Linked DNA regions of Mus musculus: regions 2, 3, 4 and 5 are each linked to region 1. The links are chromatin contacts, called in public ChIA-PET and promoter capture Hi-C maps. All regions are on one chromosome and are shown on one strand. Each heading gives the region's core, a stretch centred on a gene start, on an enhancer-like site or on the middle of the called end of the contact. The rest is flanking DNA. Distances are from core to core; before and after follow the strand shown.

Region 1 (2,870 bases), core at 257-2,756:
TGTTGCAGTAATAATTAGCGTGGGGGTTCTAGTCTAGTGACATCACCCTGTAGACAACCTGAGTTCGGATTACTAAATTTAAGAAACCCGAGTAGTGGCCTGCAAAGGTTTGATAAACTGAACATCAGTAGGCTTGGACACAAAAACGGTCGACATTAGTGGGGTTTTTTTTAACACGCAAACAGAAAGATGGTGCGTGAGCTGATGACAGGACACTTCAAACGCCTTTCCCTAGGAAGGGCCTGAAGCCTTTTGTTATCCTTACCTCCAATCCACACTACAATATCCGTGCCCAATAAGTTCTGGGAAGGAAAAGGTCCCAGAGACACCTCTTTCTGTCTTTTGAAGGGGGACCTGAGAAGCGATGCGATGGCCCAGTCGTCAGGCCAAAGCCTGACAATCTTGAGTTCGAGCCCGGAGACCCACAACCCCCACAACGCAGGAAGAGAATCGACTCCTACAAAATGTCCTCTGACCCCTCCGCGAGCGCTCTCTCGCTCTCCTCCCCTCTCTCCCTCTCTCTGTCTGTCTGTCTCTCTGTCTGTCTGTCTCTCTCTCTCTCTCTCTCTCTCTCTCTCTCTCACACACACACACACACACACACACACACACTCACACGCGATCAAATAAAATGTCAAAGTGGACGTGAAACTGCGTTCAGAAACCAGGGCAAAAAACATCCTCAAAAGTGGCCTCGGGACACCAAGAGAGGAGGGAGGGGCCCCCGGAGAGCACGGAAGACCCCCAAAGAGGAAAGCCACGGGGAGGAGGAGGACCGTCCCGCCGCCCCAGCACGCCCCCCGTCCCCGCCCTCAGGCGACGCTACCTTGGGTGGCCGGATTTTGCAGATGCCCGTTTTCTCCGCAAAGGGCCGGATGCGCCCGATAAAACTCAGCGGGTCTGTGAACTCCTCCCAACTGGGCTCAAAGACCGGGCACTCGGGCGGTGGCACGAACTCCGCCGCGTAGCCCCCCGGGCCCACGGACGCCATGGTCACCAAAAAATAAAATAAAAAGCCAGGGGGGCCTGAGGTGCACAAGCGAGGAAAGGCTTGGCTGACGGCCACCAAAGCCCTCTCACGTCCCCGCACTGGGGCCGCAGCGCATCTTCTTAGGACGAGAACGAGTCCTCACAGGAGCGCCAGCCGCTCTCCCTCCGCTCGTTTGTTATTGTTTCCTTCAGGGCTTTTCCTCTCAGGGGCAGGACGCTCCCGGAAGTTAACGTGCTGCTAAATCAGTCCGCCACCGCAGGAAACAAAATCCCACCGCCGCCACGTCTAGTCGGGTCTTCTCTCCTCGCTCCCTTCCATGACGGCCGGCGGAGCTTTTTTGTTTTATTTTGGTTTTTTGTTTTCTCACAGCTTGCCTGTCAAAGTTCTGCGCCCTCCGTCCACCCCGGGTGCGCGGCCCCTCAAGGCGCCGCGACCTCTCTCGAGGAGAGGCGAGGGAAAAGCTACCCCGCAAGGTGGAACGCGCGCTTCCGGCGCGCGGAGGAATGTGTAATGCCTCGGAGAGCAGAGGTACTGCTTCCGGTAAGGGGCTTCCGGTTCCTCTTTGTGTCGGGGGTGGGGACACGAACGCAAGGTGGGCCCCTCCGTGGCTAGTCGGCCGGGTTTGTTCGTTCTCCGAGACCTGTTTTTAACATCGTTGTCTAGGTTTGGACAAGTGACGAACTCTTGGCCGAGTTTCCGCGTCTCCGTTTCCTTCTTTCGAATGCTAGTCTTGTACAACTCGTTTCGCTCGGTCGCCTTCGTACGGGTTTCTCGCTTCTCCGTGACCAATAGGTTTCAGCCCAATTCCGTCATTACATGGGCCGGCCTTCACCACCAGCTGCGACTTGCTTTTTCTCACGACACTGGGAACCTACCCATAGAGGGCCTGGCCTTGCTAGTCTAGCTGTTGGCAGCCATCCCGAAACCGTATTTGAGTAGTAAGCAGGGCCTGAAAACGCTTGCTTTGTAACCAACCCATTTCAGTTTGGTATGAAACTGGTCACCTTGTCAGAAACCTCTACTTGGAAGGCCGGGCATAGTTGCACACGCATAGAGTTCCGATCAGCAATGGCTGGTTTAAAAAAAAAAAAAGCCACGTTTCTGGTATACGGTCCTACAGTTCCTTTATGCGTCTAAGCCTGACTCTACAAGGTTGAAGGCAAGAACCGGCTCCAAAGTTATCCTGTGCCCTCCACATCCATATACCTTTATGGTGATGAAGGTAGATGCTTTAGGGGCAGTTCGAGCTGCATATGAATTTGAGGCCTGATTAGGCTACGGGAGACCTTGTAAGTAAGGAAAATCCCTGTGTGGTGGCTCAGGACTATAAACTCAATTCTGGGGAAGGAGATGTAGAAAGAGCACCATAAGGCCACATGGTACACTTATCGAGTTCCAGAATGGTCAAGAATACGGGGTAAGGGCCAGAACAGTGGCTCAGCTGTGAAGGGCACTTGCCACCAAGCTTGAAATCCTAAGTTTGATTCCTGGAACCCCATGGTTAAAGGAGAGAACTGAAAGCTGACCTCACCTTCACGCCAGGTCCACATACATTCATCTACAAATTCACACATTAAGTAATCAAAGGCTGGGGGGGTTGGAGTGGGGGGGTGGCTATCAGGTAAAACGCTGACTCATAAATAAAGGTTCTATTCTGCTAGTCAGGATCAGGAATGCAAGGAAATGGACTCAGGCTAGTTTGTTCAATTACTTTCTGTACTAGAAATTGAACCCAAGTCCTTGAACATATTAGGTAAATGTGTCCTGAGCTGTAACTCCAGTATAGTCTCCATTTCTTGCTTAAAGAAAAAAGGGAAAAAGTGATATACAGAGAAAAAATGGACATAGGAAGGTATGATGAATTATATACAATTACTAA
Region 2 (2,870 bases), core at 165-2,664, 910 kb after region 1:
CCATGACACGCTGTGACTCAAAACACAGAGATACACACATAACAGCATACACACAGACAGACACAGACATAATCACACACAGATACACACAAACACATATACTCTATATAGTTGTTTGGAAAACAGAGTAACGTCTTTCCAAAAACTGCATATAGCCAGAAATGTGAATTTAGTAAAATGATCACTATAGCTATAATACATATAACAACACACACTATATATGAGAGAACAGAGAGGAAAAGTCAAAAGCCTTGGGAGTCTGTGTTCCAGCAGAGCCTATATTCATGCTGCAAAAACTATCAATGAGTCAAGCAGGAGAGAGAGAGGGAGAGACGTGGTGGTCAGAGCATAACTTCTTTTTTTTTTGTTTTTGTTTTTTCAAGACAGGGTTTCTCTGTATAGTCTTGGCTGTCCTGGAACTCACTTTGTAGACCTGGCTGGTCTCGAACTCAGAAATCCGCCTGTCTCTGCCTCCCAAGTGCTGGGATTAAAGGCGTGCGCCACCACCGCCCGGCCAGAGCATAACTTCTAAGAGTGTGTTCTCTCCACAGTGTGGGTCCTGAGGATCAAGTCGTTGGGCCGCACGTGAGACCCCTTTACCTGCCGAGCTATCTCACTGGCCCTTCTCCAAGTCCCATTCAACTATGCTCCTGTTTGCAAAATCAGCAGTATGTTGAGTTGGTAGCACAAGGAGCATTTCTGTGTCAGTGAGCTGGTATAGACAAGCTGCCAATGGTCCTCGGTGAGGATCCAGTGTGTGCGCTGCACACCCTCCCCTCCCTGTAAACTGGGGAGTTTGCAGATTATGGAAGCAGCCCATAGCCGCACCCCCCCCCCAACTCCACAGCAGACCAACTAAGTCATTTTGCAAGATGAAAGCATCTAAACACCTTTCCCACAACCCTCCAAGCTTTGGCTTCTGGGTTCCTGGGAATAATTTCCTAAGCCACGCTCACTTAGGGGCCATCCATTTTTAAATGACTGTAATTCATCATTTAAATGGATGAAAATCCTTTATCTTCTGCACAGAGTAAAACTTGCATGGACTTTTGCTTGACAACTGGGGAGAAAAACGGTGCTTTTTCCAAGTAAGAGGACCTGCCGCTTCCAGGGCCACAGCAGCGAGGGACAGCCTGGAGTCTGGGGGCTTCTTTGGGGCATTTATTCTCACTGTGTTGGTGCAAATGGGAGCGCTTCACTTATTTTTCTGTGGCGCTGGAAGCTGGTGGTCTGGGATTCTCTATTTCTGGGTACATGGAGCTCTGGGTCCACCTCCAGCACTGCAATTGGGCGCCTCTCCTTCCTGCTTTCCCGACACCCCCTCCCCCGCCGGCTCCTCCCCGGGAATGCCAAATGCATTTCTACTTTAACATCTCTAGCAAGTGCCAGAATTTAAATCTCCTCCCTTCTGTCACCCTCTCTCCCGCCCCACCCCCAGGGCACTGCTTCTCGAGACACATTTGAGTTCTCCAGAGGCCGCTGCAAAAGGTGGTGGGGCTGGTAACTCCTCTTCCCACTCCACCTCGGAGGTTCTTTTCTTTTTAAATTTTCGTCTCTACCCACTGTCGAGGAAGTAGATCACACAAAGGAATGCTGTGCCTTAAGGGCTAAGAGGATCCGCTGAGCAAAGCGGGAAGGAGGAATGGGGGGCAGGGTAGAAGCAGAGACCCTTGGGAGAAATAATTAAGGCTGGCAGAGAAAGCCTGTGTTAATTGAGCTGAACCGAAGATGAGCATCCGGGGATTCCTTCGAGAGACTGGGGTTTTCTGATAAAGTCTTCCTTACATTGCTGCATTAATCTTCTCTTACTATTAAAATTAAAAAAAAAAAAAAGCCTGTTTAAAGAAGAAAGGTATCTATGAACTAAAGAGTGACCACCGGCAAAAAAATAAAATAAGATGGAAGTGACACAGAAAGTAGCGTGCCCAAAGCCTGTTTTTTCCAAGGCATGAGGAAGCCATACTGCCTGGTGTGGAAACAGGCTGGTTCGTGGAGAGGATGCTGGGGTCTGTGTGCCGGTTTGCTCCCTGTCTTGCCCCACCCTCCAATAGCTATGCCATGGGGCTGTCTCTAAATTAATAAACATTTGTTTAATATTTCCTTTTGAGCTTGAATATTCTTTTTGTAAGGAGAAAAGACAGAGGGAAAAGGATGTTTGTCTGCCCTATGAGACTGAGAAAATTCACAGAGCTCCACCAGGCACACTAATAGGACTTTTTTTTTTCTCATTTTTGAACATTTTTGTTGTGTAACGTACAACTCAGGAACATGGGAAATGGCACAGAGCCACCATGTGGACATAATATATGCATAGCCAAATATATGGCATAGTGAAGTGACTTTATCCAGCATGGCACTCAGAAATTCCAGGTCTCTTCCTCATCATGGTCCCCTGTCCCATCCTGGAGAGGACACCCCCACCCCTCCACCCCACCCCCACACACGGTATCGGTGATAACCAGCTTCTTGTTTTTCTGTATGGCTTACACTTAAGTTCGCTGTGACTTGCTTTTCTGTGGTCTGTTGGTAAGATTTGAGCGTGGTTACATGCATCTGTGGCTTGTTCATATCTATTCCTACACAATACTTCATTGCAACCGCAGGTCTCAGCTGGCCTGCCCAGCTCCTGTCAGTGGCAGGAGGCTGACCCTGGGCTGCTAACCTATTTGCGTATTTATTCATATTTATTTATATTTGGCTGGGAACTCATGGATGGGGGCGTGGTAAGATTCGGAGATCAAATGCAGGCTCTGCTCTACAGCCGCTATTGACTTACTTCCTGGTGCATCAGTAGCTACAGGGGAGGGAACAGCTTCATCCCTGTGAGCACAGCTTGGTTTAGATATAACCCCTGTCCTGTGTAGTCCATT
Region 3 (2,870 bases), core at 95-2,594, 850 kb after region 1:
CAGGGTCTGAAATAGAGTTCTTCCCCTGCCTCAAGGGGCATGAGGAGACAGGCCATCCAGGTGTGTTTTCTAGGGGGATTTGTGAATTCCTTGTGTGCAGCTACCACGGTGTAATTGTATTTTTCTTCCTCAGCAATAATAGAGATCATCATTCTTTGTGTGTGTGTGTATGTGTAAACACATACACACTCACACATATTTAAGATGAAGGGTAGAAGGTCTCATTTCCTATCCATCCTGTAAAGAGCTTGGAAATTACAACTCTGTCCCTCCTCCACTCCTCGCCCCCAGCAAATACTGCAGAGCACTCCTGAAGTTGAGAGTCCGGGGCACAGGCTCACCAAACCACTGAGATCTCATCGTGGGAATGTGGAGTGTTCCTCCCCGTCGCCCCACACCCCAACCCCCACCTTGCACATACCACCATGTTACTGAATGCCTCTATGCAACAGTTTCTTTCACTCAGTTACTACTTTGAGTATGTTCGCCTGTATCAGTTACCCTTTGTTGGGGTGATAAGACACTGGGACCCAAAGCAACTTACAGACACATTTATTTTGGCTCATGGACCCAGAGGGAGAGTCTGTCATGGGTGGAAGACAGTGAAGCAGGAAGTTGAATGCCTTCCGCTGCAAACTGAAAATAGGGAAAACCCACCCCACTGGTGATGCTCTTCTTTCAGCAAGGCTCTACCTTCTAAGGTTCCACAACCACCCCTGCGCCCCGCCCCCCAACACACACATGCATACAGTGTCACCAACTGAGGACAAAGTATTCAATTTCATGAGCCTCCAGGAATTTATATGTTGGGATTTAATTCCTTAGGGTGGCTCTGCTGGGAGGTGGGTCCCAGAGGCATAGAGTCCCAGGGTAAAAATGCTGTTCCCCATGAGTACCTGCTCTAGCCGAACAGGACCCAACAAGCAGGTCATGTGACCCAGCACAAATGCATCTCACCTTAGCAAGTTCAAAGCCCAGAAGCCCTCCCAGGAGGGAAGGGAGGAGAAAGTGAAGGGGGCATTGGAGCCACCTCCAAAGCGGCGCCTCTCCGAGGGGAGCATGGGGGCTTTTTATTTGGGAATCTTTATGAGAAAGGATATTAGTGATTGGTACATTTCTGAGCATGTTCAATTTAAGATCATAGTTCAAAAAAGGAAATATGATAATTACAAGCACTGGTGGGCATGCTCAGTCCAACATTATGAGGAGCCAGATTTACTCTAAGTCTCCTAAAAGAAAGAGTGGCTTTGTGACGTGGCTAGTTTCCCACAAGAATCTTAGTTGTAACAAAAACAAAAAACAAGTCTGAAAGCACAGCGATGCAGGAATGAGGGGCCCTGCCCACTCTTTCCATTCTCCTGTGTGTGTGATCCTGTCCTGCTTTCTACTGCGAAGCAAGAAAAACCTCACCAGATTCGGTACTCGATCATTGCGTTCCGCTCTCCGGAAACTTGAGCTGGAAGGAACTTCTTTCCTTTATACATTACTCAGTCGCAGGTATCCTGTTATAGTCATAGGAAACGGATCAGTCATGTCTGGCTGTGAAGAAAAAAACTGCAAGACAGACTAGAACTCAAATAATGAGACGGAGTAAGCATGAGCCAGACTTGGCTTTAACAGGGATGTTGGCTCTAACGGACTAGGAATTTAAAACTCTGATGGGAAGCTTGGCAGCTTGTAAGAACAGATGAGCAATGTATGAGAGAGAGAGATTGAACAGCAAATGCCACACAGCAAAACCACTTAACAGAGGCAAGGAGCACCTTCAGTGGACACAGCGAAGGAGAGTCTCAGAGTGAAGGGTGCACCAGGAGAAACCGCCAATGCTGACAATCTGCGAGGAGAAAGGGTTCCAGAGAAGGAGGTGAGAATAAAAACCACAAGACAGCCAGGTGTGGCGCACACCTTCAATCTCAGAACTCCAGGGGCAGAGGCAGGAGGATCTCTATGAGTTAGGTTACCCTGGTCTATAGAGTGAGTTCCAGGCCAGCCAAGGCTACACAGTGAGACCCTGTCTGGGACTCACCACTAAAAATAGCACTGTGAGACAAGTACAGCAGGCTGCTAACACGTGTTACAGGGACACCAAAAGGACACGAGAGGGGGAGGAGGGATTTAAAACAACTCCGCTGAGAATTTCTGCATCTGCAAGGTAACATCAGACACAAAACCACAGATCCAGGAAGCTCAAGGTGTTTCAAGCACGATGAATGCCCCCAAAGAAAACGTTTTTAAATAACAGGAAATAGAAGAAAAAGAAACAATCCTGAAAGAAGACCAAATACTAAGAATTGCCTCTGACTGCTCAGGGACTGGGCAGGCAAGGAAGAGAGTGGAGTGGATTATTTCGGGAACTGAGAGAAAGCAGTCTATCACCCTCAAGTTCTGCACCTGCTGAGATCATCCTTCCAGAGGAAGGCAACAACTCCTTTCTGGTAAACAGAGACAGGGCATTTGTCACCAGCAAAACTGCCCTACAAGAACCCATAAGAAAGATGAGCCAAGCACGGTGGCACTCAAGCATGCTAACCACAAAGAAGTGTCATTAGACGGCCAAGCATGGCGGCACACACCTTTAACCCCAGCACTTGGGAGGCAGATCTCTGTGAATTCCAGGCCAGTCTGGTCTACATGTTTCAAAAAAAAAAAATTATTACTAGAAACTTTGAAATGACCTAGTGAGGAGCTATATTTTACTGTGGAAATCAGTTTCTCTTTTGGGTTGTTAGTCTTGTTAGTAAAATAATTTGAACTTGTGTGGTGGTTTAAATATGCTTGGCCCACGGGAAGTGGCACTGTTAGGCGGTGTGGCCTTGCAGTGGATGTGGCCTTGTAGTGGGAGTGGCCTTGTTGGAGGAAGTGCGTCACTG
Region 4 (2,870 bases), core at 193-2,692, 780 kb after region 1:
CTTGCAGCCTAGGAAGTAAATCCTCCCAGTGTGTCAACTCCAGCAGAAACTGGCACTTTGAAATGCAGAACTTCTTGTCATGATGCTGCTGGTGTAGTCAGTGCCAGCTCAGGCTGAGTGTGTCTCAGGGTGCTGCAGTTGAGTGCACCACCCAAGCCTGTGGGTCCTTCTAGAGACAAGGGGAGAGTGGATGAATAATAAGGAGAATTGGAGAGTTTATTTAACCCCTTCACTTGTTCCCTATGGGACAGAAGGACCCTGGTGTTCTGCCGTAAGTCCTATGAAGTGTCATGCAGCCATAGGCGGTGGTCCACAGACACTGGGGATAATTGCTCAGGGCCACATGCAGCCTTATCTGGGCTCTGGTTTGTTTGGACTGGCCTACTAAGGTTACATGCAGAAGGATAATTCCAGGGTTTCCCAGTCTCCCCTTGCCTATGCAGCTGAATCCCTCCCTGCACTTCTCATGAAGGCCAAGCACACCTTCTCTGTGTCTGGCTCCCTAGAAGGAGACTGTAGAAGAAAAGCTATGTCTGTTCTCCTACACATGCTTGCATTGTCTTCTCGGGTTAGGCCAAAGCTCTGTGAGTATGCTGGAGGTCTGAATGCCGTGGCTTCATCATGTTTCTCAGGGAAGTGTGCTCATAGCATGGAGAGCCTTAAGTATTCATTGAGCCAGATTAGACTGGAACTATCCCTGGAGTTTCTATCCTATCTTTCTTGACCTGTGACAAAACTTCAAAAGTCTGAGATTTAAGAGATTATAGGAATATTTTTCTTTCAGCCCCTTAAGGAGCTTTCAAATCATATCCCATACTTTCTTCCCTTCCACATGCAAAAATTAGTAACATGCAACCCTACCCACATCTATCTCCGTGCCAGCTGAGTCAGACACAGGCATTCTCTATCAGTGTGTGATACTTATGTCTCACCACTATACATGATCATCCATGAATGGCCATGTTCATTCAGGGACCACTTAGAAAACCCTCCTGACAACAAAGGTTGGTCATTATAGACACCTCCCATGATTCTGTTTTACTGAACCAGGAGTTTGTACCCCACTAAAGGATCATCATGTCACTTTCTCTAGGAGTAGCCATTGGGATAATATATCAGGCTTGCACTAAAATTAGAGGGAAACTCAGCAGGGTGACCACGGGAGCCTTTTCAGTCTTTGCCTATCACTGACACTAACGTGGGATCCCACATGTTGGGAAGCACAGTTCTGGGACTAGGTGTGTTGTGCACATGCCACAGTGGCTGCAACACTCCCCTCTCTCTTCCCTTCACTTGGCCAGAGACATCAGCTGGACATGGAGTGGGCCTCATGGGTTCTGCACTTACAGCTCAGCTGCAACAAGGCCTTATTCTTACCACCCTGGCAGCTTCAGCATTGGATTTCCTAATCCATTGTTTGGTTTGGGGGGAGGGGCAGGAGGGGAGGCTTCATCCTTTCCCTTTTGACAGTCTTTGTTTCTGTGAGCCAAACTAAACACATGGGGCTGGCCAGCCACCCTGCCTGGGTCTGTGCTCCCCAGAATATTACTATTGTTGTGATAGATGTCTTTAGCAGGAGGCAGGTTTCCTTACATTTTGAAAATGGTGTGCAAGTCTCAGTTCATTTCACTTAGCAGATGATTGAAAGACAATCTGAGGTACTGCCAAACAAGACTTTTAGAATTCTAGATAGTTGGCAGTGTTTGTTTAGGCCATGCCACTGCAAGCCCATATAAAACAGATGTCACGTTTTGCAACATGTCCTTGTGACTGTCTGCCCCTTGCCTCAGGACGATGCTTCTGTTCAGTACGCCACCAGGGCCGACTGGCTTGTTGTTCGAAGGTGACAGTATGCCACAGTTCCTTGAGTGTTCTAGGGACCTACCTTTATAGGAAGTGATTCCCATTCTCTTGGCCCTTCAAAATGAGTGCATAGGACACCAGCCAAGCAGTGCGAATACTCTGTGGAGTTTCTTCTTTTCCCAGTTTTCTCTTTCTTAGTCATGAGTGTTGCTGTGCTCCTCCTGTCGTCTCGGTCTCTACACACATTCAGAAGAGAGCACTCTAGCAAGACAGACTCCCATGAGAGAGACGGACCTGGGAGTTGTTAGTGGCACAGTATCACAGAGGGGACACAGATTATCTCACCTAGGGACAAATGTCCTAGACAGGAAAGCATTTTAGACGTGTCTGGCTCTAAGTAGGTCAGAGAGTAAGACATTTAGTATCTTAGCAACACTTGCAGATAGAGTGTGCATGCATCTGGAAACTGTAGGTCTGACTTCTGACCCAGGCTGGCCTCTGGGTGATGCATGCTAAGTTTCCTGGAGTGAGTATGTTCACCAGCCTAGCACCCTTCCACCATACCGCTTCAGGCCTTTGTCTCACCTGTAAGGTAGAGTCTGGAACCAGGGATCACCATGCTCCCTCTAGGCTGTAAGTTGAGATTTCAGAATCACTATGCTTTGACTCCAACATGTATAAGCCTCTTACTTTTGTGATTAGATGTTTGCCTGGCTCCGGTAGGGTGGGAAGGACAGGAAAGGGACAGAGACCGGGAGATCCAGAGTTTGACTCCTCAGTGTTTGATTTCACTCATGACTCAGGGCTGCTGTGTTTTCAGTGCTGTGACAGAGGAGCTCTTTATTTGGTCTTAGGTTTGACTTGGGGGAGGATGAACCTTTAAATGGAACCCAGGGCCTTGGGCGTGCTAGGCAAGTGCCCTGGTCCTTAATTTCTTTTCAACCTTTGAAACCAAATTATACAAATAATGGCAATCTAACCTTGAAAAGCATTCATCCAGTACATGATTAACAAATATTGTGTTCTAAGAATAAAAATCCTGGAGATGATCCTGGAATTACATGATT
Region 5 (2,870 bases), core at 123-2,622, 600 kb after region 1:
CCCAGTTTTCGTATCTTTAAAATATGAAAACTATTCCAAGGAATTCTATTCCTCTCCTTTCTGTTCCATTCATGGTTTGTAATCTTTTGTTCTCAGGTGGATGCTCTTCGATTGCGTTTGGAAGAAAAAGAGACTATGCTGAATAAAAAAACCAAGCAAATCCAAGATATGGCTGAGGAGAAGGGCACCCAGGCTGGAGAGATCCATGACCTCAAGGACATGCTGGACGTGAAGGAGCGGAAGGTCAATGTCCTCCAGAAGAAGGTAAGGCATGGGTGTCGTGAGCACAGTGGCCCACTGTGATGTAACCTATTCTCAGCATGCTGCCACTCTCCTTCTGTTTGGATTATGCAGAGTACTTGGAACTATTGTTGCAGGAGGTGGATTGCTAAAGCTGCTCTGTGTGTTCAGTCTTTAATGAACTCAGTAGTATCCCTGTCTTTCAGTAGGATTTCTCATCCTGTTTCTCAAGTGTCTTAGAAATTGACAGACTATTTGGCCACCTGACCTACCTCTACTATCTTTAACTGGAATAGAAATGCATTAATATTGAACCTGGATCATCTGCCCCATTACTTAGATGGCAGTTTTGAGGAGTAAAGTCTGCTGCTGTAATCCACATACACTTGTGTGGGGCTTTCCTCTGTCTCAGCCACAGTGCTCCTTCCTGTGAGGGAGTGTGGAGGCAGTGGGAGACCGACTCACCTCTTAGACCATAACAGTTATTGGAAATAGCTTTCTTTTGGAATAAAAATAAATTACTGATACTTTTCCAGTTTTAACTTACACATATATCCAAATATATATGCTTTTGCCTGTATAAAGGCTATACAGATATCAGGAAGATACCAAAACAATGTAAATAGAATGAGAATATATATTTGCTTCTCCTTGAGCAGGTTGTCTCCAAAGTACAGAGAAGCAAGCAGTGTGAATACAAAGATAGAAAGGCCACTAAAATTTTAAAACAATTAGATTAGCGTGCACTAACAAAATAATAAACCAATATTTATAGTGTTTCAAGTTTTACAGTTACAAGAAGTAAATGAGAACAAATGAATGTAAAATGAAAACATGAGACACAATTCTCTGCAAATAAAAAGGCTGAATCATCTTCAAGTTCAGCAAGACAGTTCTTTGTACTGTATGTACTGTGGACAAGCTAACATGCCCATAGCTGTTACCTCAAGGTTCATTTCAACTTAAAGTTTATTTCTGTTGAAATGATAGATTTGCAATGTTTGACATTTTCATAGTTTATTATTAACTAGCTATCAGTAGCCAAGAAAGAAGTAGCCATGAGCAGAGATGATAGTCATCTGAGTTCTCTGGGAAGTTCAACTGGGGCTCTGTGGTTGACAGAGTGAACAACTGTGGTAATTGACAGATTGTTTGTCCCTTGACTGAGCTGTCCTGGTTCTCCTGTGCTGGATTGCTCACTCTGAGTCTTCGAGTTCTTGTGTAATATTCACGTCTGTATATACTGTGATCAGAGAAGACAGTCGGCAATAACAGATGGCCAGGGTTCACAGTTGATTGGTACTGGGCTCCTGCTTTCTAGAATTTCCCTTAAAGGAGTTTTATGATAGAGTATCTTTACAACAAATTGGTGAGCTTGGAAAAAGGTGAATATTCAGATCTTAGCTACCTTGTTAAATTTGTATAACTTGCTGGATGCATCCTGTTGTCTTTTGTATTTTGTTTGCACAAATGTACCAGGAATCCCTTCTGCTTACTTTCCTTGTTTGCTTATTTTGTCTTGGTGAGATGAACTGAACATTTTTATTTTAAGCAAATAAAGTACCTTATTACTATTTCCTACACTTTCTAATTAAGAAAGTCTCAAAATCTGTGATTCTTTGAATTCATTTGCTCTCTCTCATCTTTTCTTTGGTATTACAGAAAACTCCTCTATTAACAGATAACTGTATTACTATCTCAAAAATAAGCCTGTGATGGATATAGGTTAAATAAAGGGCTGCCTAGCTGCCTTATAGAAATCCTTTGTGGTTTCTTTGAAATTAATAATTTGTGTGCATGAGTGTTGAGCCATGGCACTACTATAGAGGTTGGAGGACAGTTCCAGGGAGTCAGTTCATTCCTTCCTCCTTGGGGCATTTGTAGGTCAAGTTTAGGTTGCCAGCCAGGCCTTTGCACAAGCACCTCTCTTGGTGAACCTCTCTCTCCTCCCATACTATGTTATTGAGTGTGTATGATGACAGACTCTTACCTAAGATGTCTTGGATAACATAGCGCTTCTTTTTCTTTTGTTATCAATAAAACTATGAATATCTACCCTGGGCATTTGAAAATGTGACAAAGGTAAAGCAAAAAGGTATAAAAATAAGTTTTTGTTTTAAGATTTTCTTTTAAGATTTGATTTTCTTTTTAACTGTGAGTATTGTCTGTGTGTTGAAATCTGAATGTGTGAATGCAGGTGCAAGTGGAGTCTAGAAGACAGTGTAGGTTCCCCTGGAGCTCGAGTGTGGTAGTTGTGAGTTGCCTGACAAGGGTGTTGGTAGCTGATCTCAGGTCCTCTGCAAGGGCAGAAAGGGCTCTCAGCCTCAGAGCCACTTCCAGCTGCTAAGCTTTGCTCTTAAGTTGGGAAAATATTGGTCATATCTTTAGTAAATGTTCTTTTTAAATACAGAGGTAAGTAACAAACACATTTCTGCATCTTAGCTTTGAGAATGTGAGCTGTAACGGTTGCCTGTCCCCCCCTGGTGGACTGTTTGCTTTAGCCAATCTCCTTTGGCTTTGGCTTTTATACTGACTTTGTTAGTGTTATAAATAATAAAATGAAGTTTTCCTTTTGGAGTTTAAGCCTAGGTTGTTGATTTAATTATTTAAGAAACATCTGGGTTTTTATT

The links. Promoter capture Hi-C pulls out the DNA fragments that hold promoters and counts their contacts. ChIA-PET counts read pairs in DNA pulled down with a chosen protein or histone mark.
Region 2: a contact with region 1 is called in a promoter capture Hi-C map of cranial neural crest. The contact joins the enhancer-like site here to the promoter of Kdm5a in region 1. A contact is called at or near these places in 4 of 39 promoter capture datasets (cranial neural crest, hippocampal neurons, liver and 1 more), 6 of 115 datasets of contacts at active chromatin or transcription factors (astrocytes, embryonic midbrain, embryonic stem cells and 2 more) and 1 of 9 other capture datasets (embryonic tail).
Region 3: a contact with region 1 is called in an RNA polymerase II ChIA-PET map of memory CD8 T cells, with 28 read pairs. The contact joins the enhancer-like site here to the promoter of Kdm5a in region 1. A contact is called at or near these places in 10 of 39 promoter capture datasets (the C10 cell line, cranial neural crest, embryonic stem cells and 6 more), 11 of 115 datasets of contacts at active chromatin or transcription factors (the 230-238 cell line, T-cell acute lymphoblastic leukemia, bone marrow-derived macrophages and 7 more) and 3 of 9 other capture datasets (embryonic tail, embryonic trunk and pancreatic islet).
Region 4: a contact with region 1 is called in a promoter capture Hi-C map of hippocampal neurons, with 3 times the contacts expected there. The contact joins the enhancer-like site here to the promoter of Kdm5a in region 1. A contact is called at or near these places in 2 of 39 promoter capture datasets (the 3T3-L1 cell line and hippocampal neurons) and 3 of 115 datasets of contacts at active chromatin or transcription factors (embryonic forebrain, large pre-B cells and pro-B cells).
Region 5: a contact with region 1 is called in a promoter capture Hi-C map of liver, with 2.6 times the contacts expected there. The contact joins the enhancer-like site here to the promoter of Kdm5a in region 1. A contact is called at or near these places in 4 of 39 promoter capture datasets (the 3T3-L1 cell line, the C10 cell line, hippocampal neurons and 1 more), 2 of 115 datasets of contacts at active chromatin or transcription factors (large pre-B cells and stem cell-derived neural progenitor cells) and 1 of 9 other capture datasets (embryonic tail).

What each region holds. Positions count from the first base shown.
Region 1 is chr6:120,362,735-120,365,604 of GRCm38.p6, reverse strand. It overlaps Kdm5a (lysine (K)-specific demethylase 5A), which reads right to left and starts at 1,506. Exons shown (of 28, transcript NM_145997.2): 1 at 827-1,506. The coding sequence starts at 991. It also overlaps a transcript of Ccdc77 not described here.
Region 2 is chr6:119,450,860-119,453,729 of GRCm38.p6, reverse strand. All of the region lies in intron 1 of Wnt5b (wingless-type MMTV integration site family, member 5B), which reads left to right. Among named protein-coding and RNA genes, the nearest start is that of Gm40397, 15 kb to the left of the region's middle. Within about 2 kb of position 1,414, at least 99 of the 459 cell types and tissues checked have an H3K27ac peak or open chromatin away from gene starts, as enhancers often do. A contact at or near this core is called in embryonic tail and hippocampal neurons, where this site is marked.
Region 3 is chr6:119,508,360-119,511,229 of GRCm38.p6, reverse strand. All of the region lies in intron 1 of Wnt5b (wingless-type MMTV integration site family, member 5B), which reads left to right. Among named protein-coding and RNA genes, the nearest start is that of Gm30690, 8.2 kb to the left of the region's middle. Within about 2 kb of position 1,344, at least 48 of the 459 cell types and tissues checked have an H3K27ac peak or open chromatin away from gene starts, as enhancers often do. A contact at or near this core is called in the 230-238 cell line, T-cell acute lymphoblastic leukemia, memory CD8 T cells and 1 more, where this site is marked.
Region 4 is chr6:119,584,728-119,587,597 of GRCm38.p6, reverse strand. The region is part of intron 20 of Erc1 (ELKS/RAB6-interacting/CAST family member 1); the gene reads left to right. Among named protein-coding and RNA genes, the nearest start is that of Wnt5b, 42 kb to the right of the region's middle. Within about 2 kb of position 1,442, at least 59 of the 459 cell types and tissues checked have an H3K27ac peak or open chromatin away from gene starts, as enhancers often do. A contact at or near this core is called in embryonic forebrain, where this site is marked.
Region 5 is chr6:119,758,538-119,761,407 of GRCm38.p6, reverse strand. Erc1 (ELKS/RAB6-interacting/CAST family member 1) reads left to right here. Exons shown (of 21, transcript NM_053204.2): 9 at 97-264. Among named protein-coding and RNA genes, the nearest start is that of Erc1, 88 kb to the left of the region's middle. Within about 2 kb of position 1,372, at least 7 of the 459 cell types and tissues checked have an H3K27ac peak or open chromatin away from gene starts, as enhancers often do. A contact at or near this core is called in liver, where this site is marked.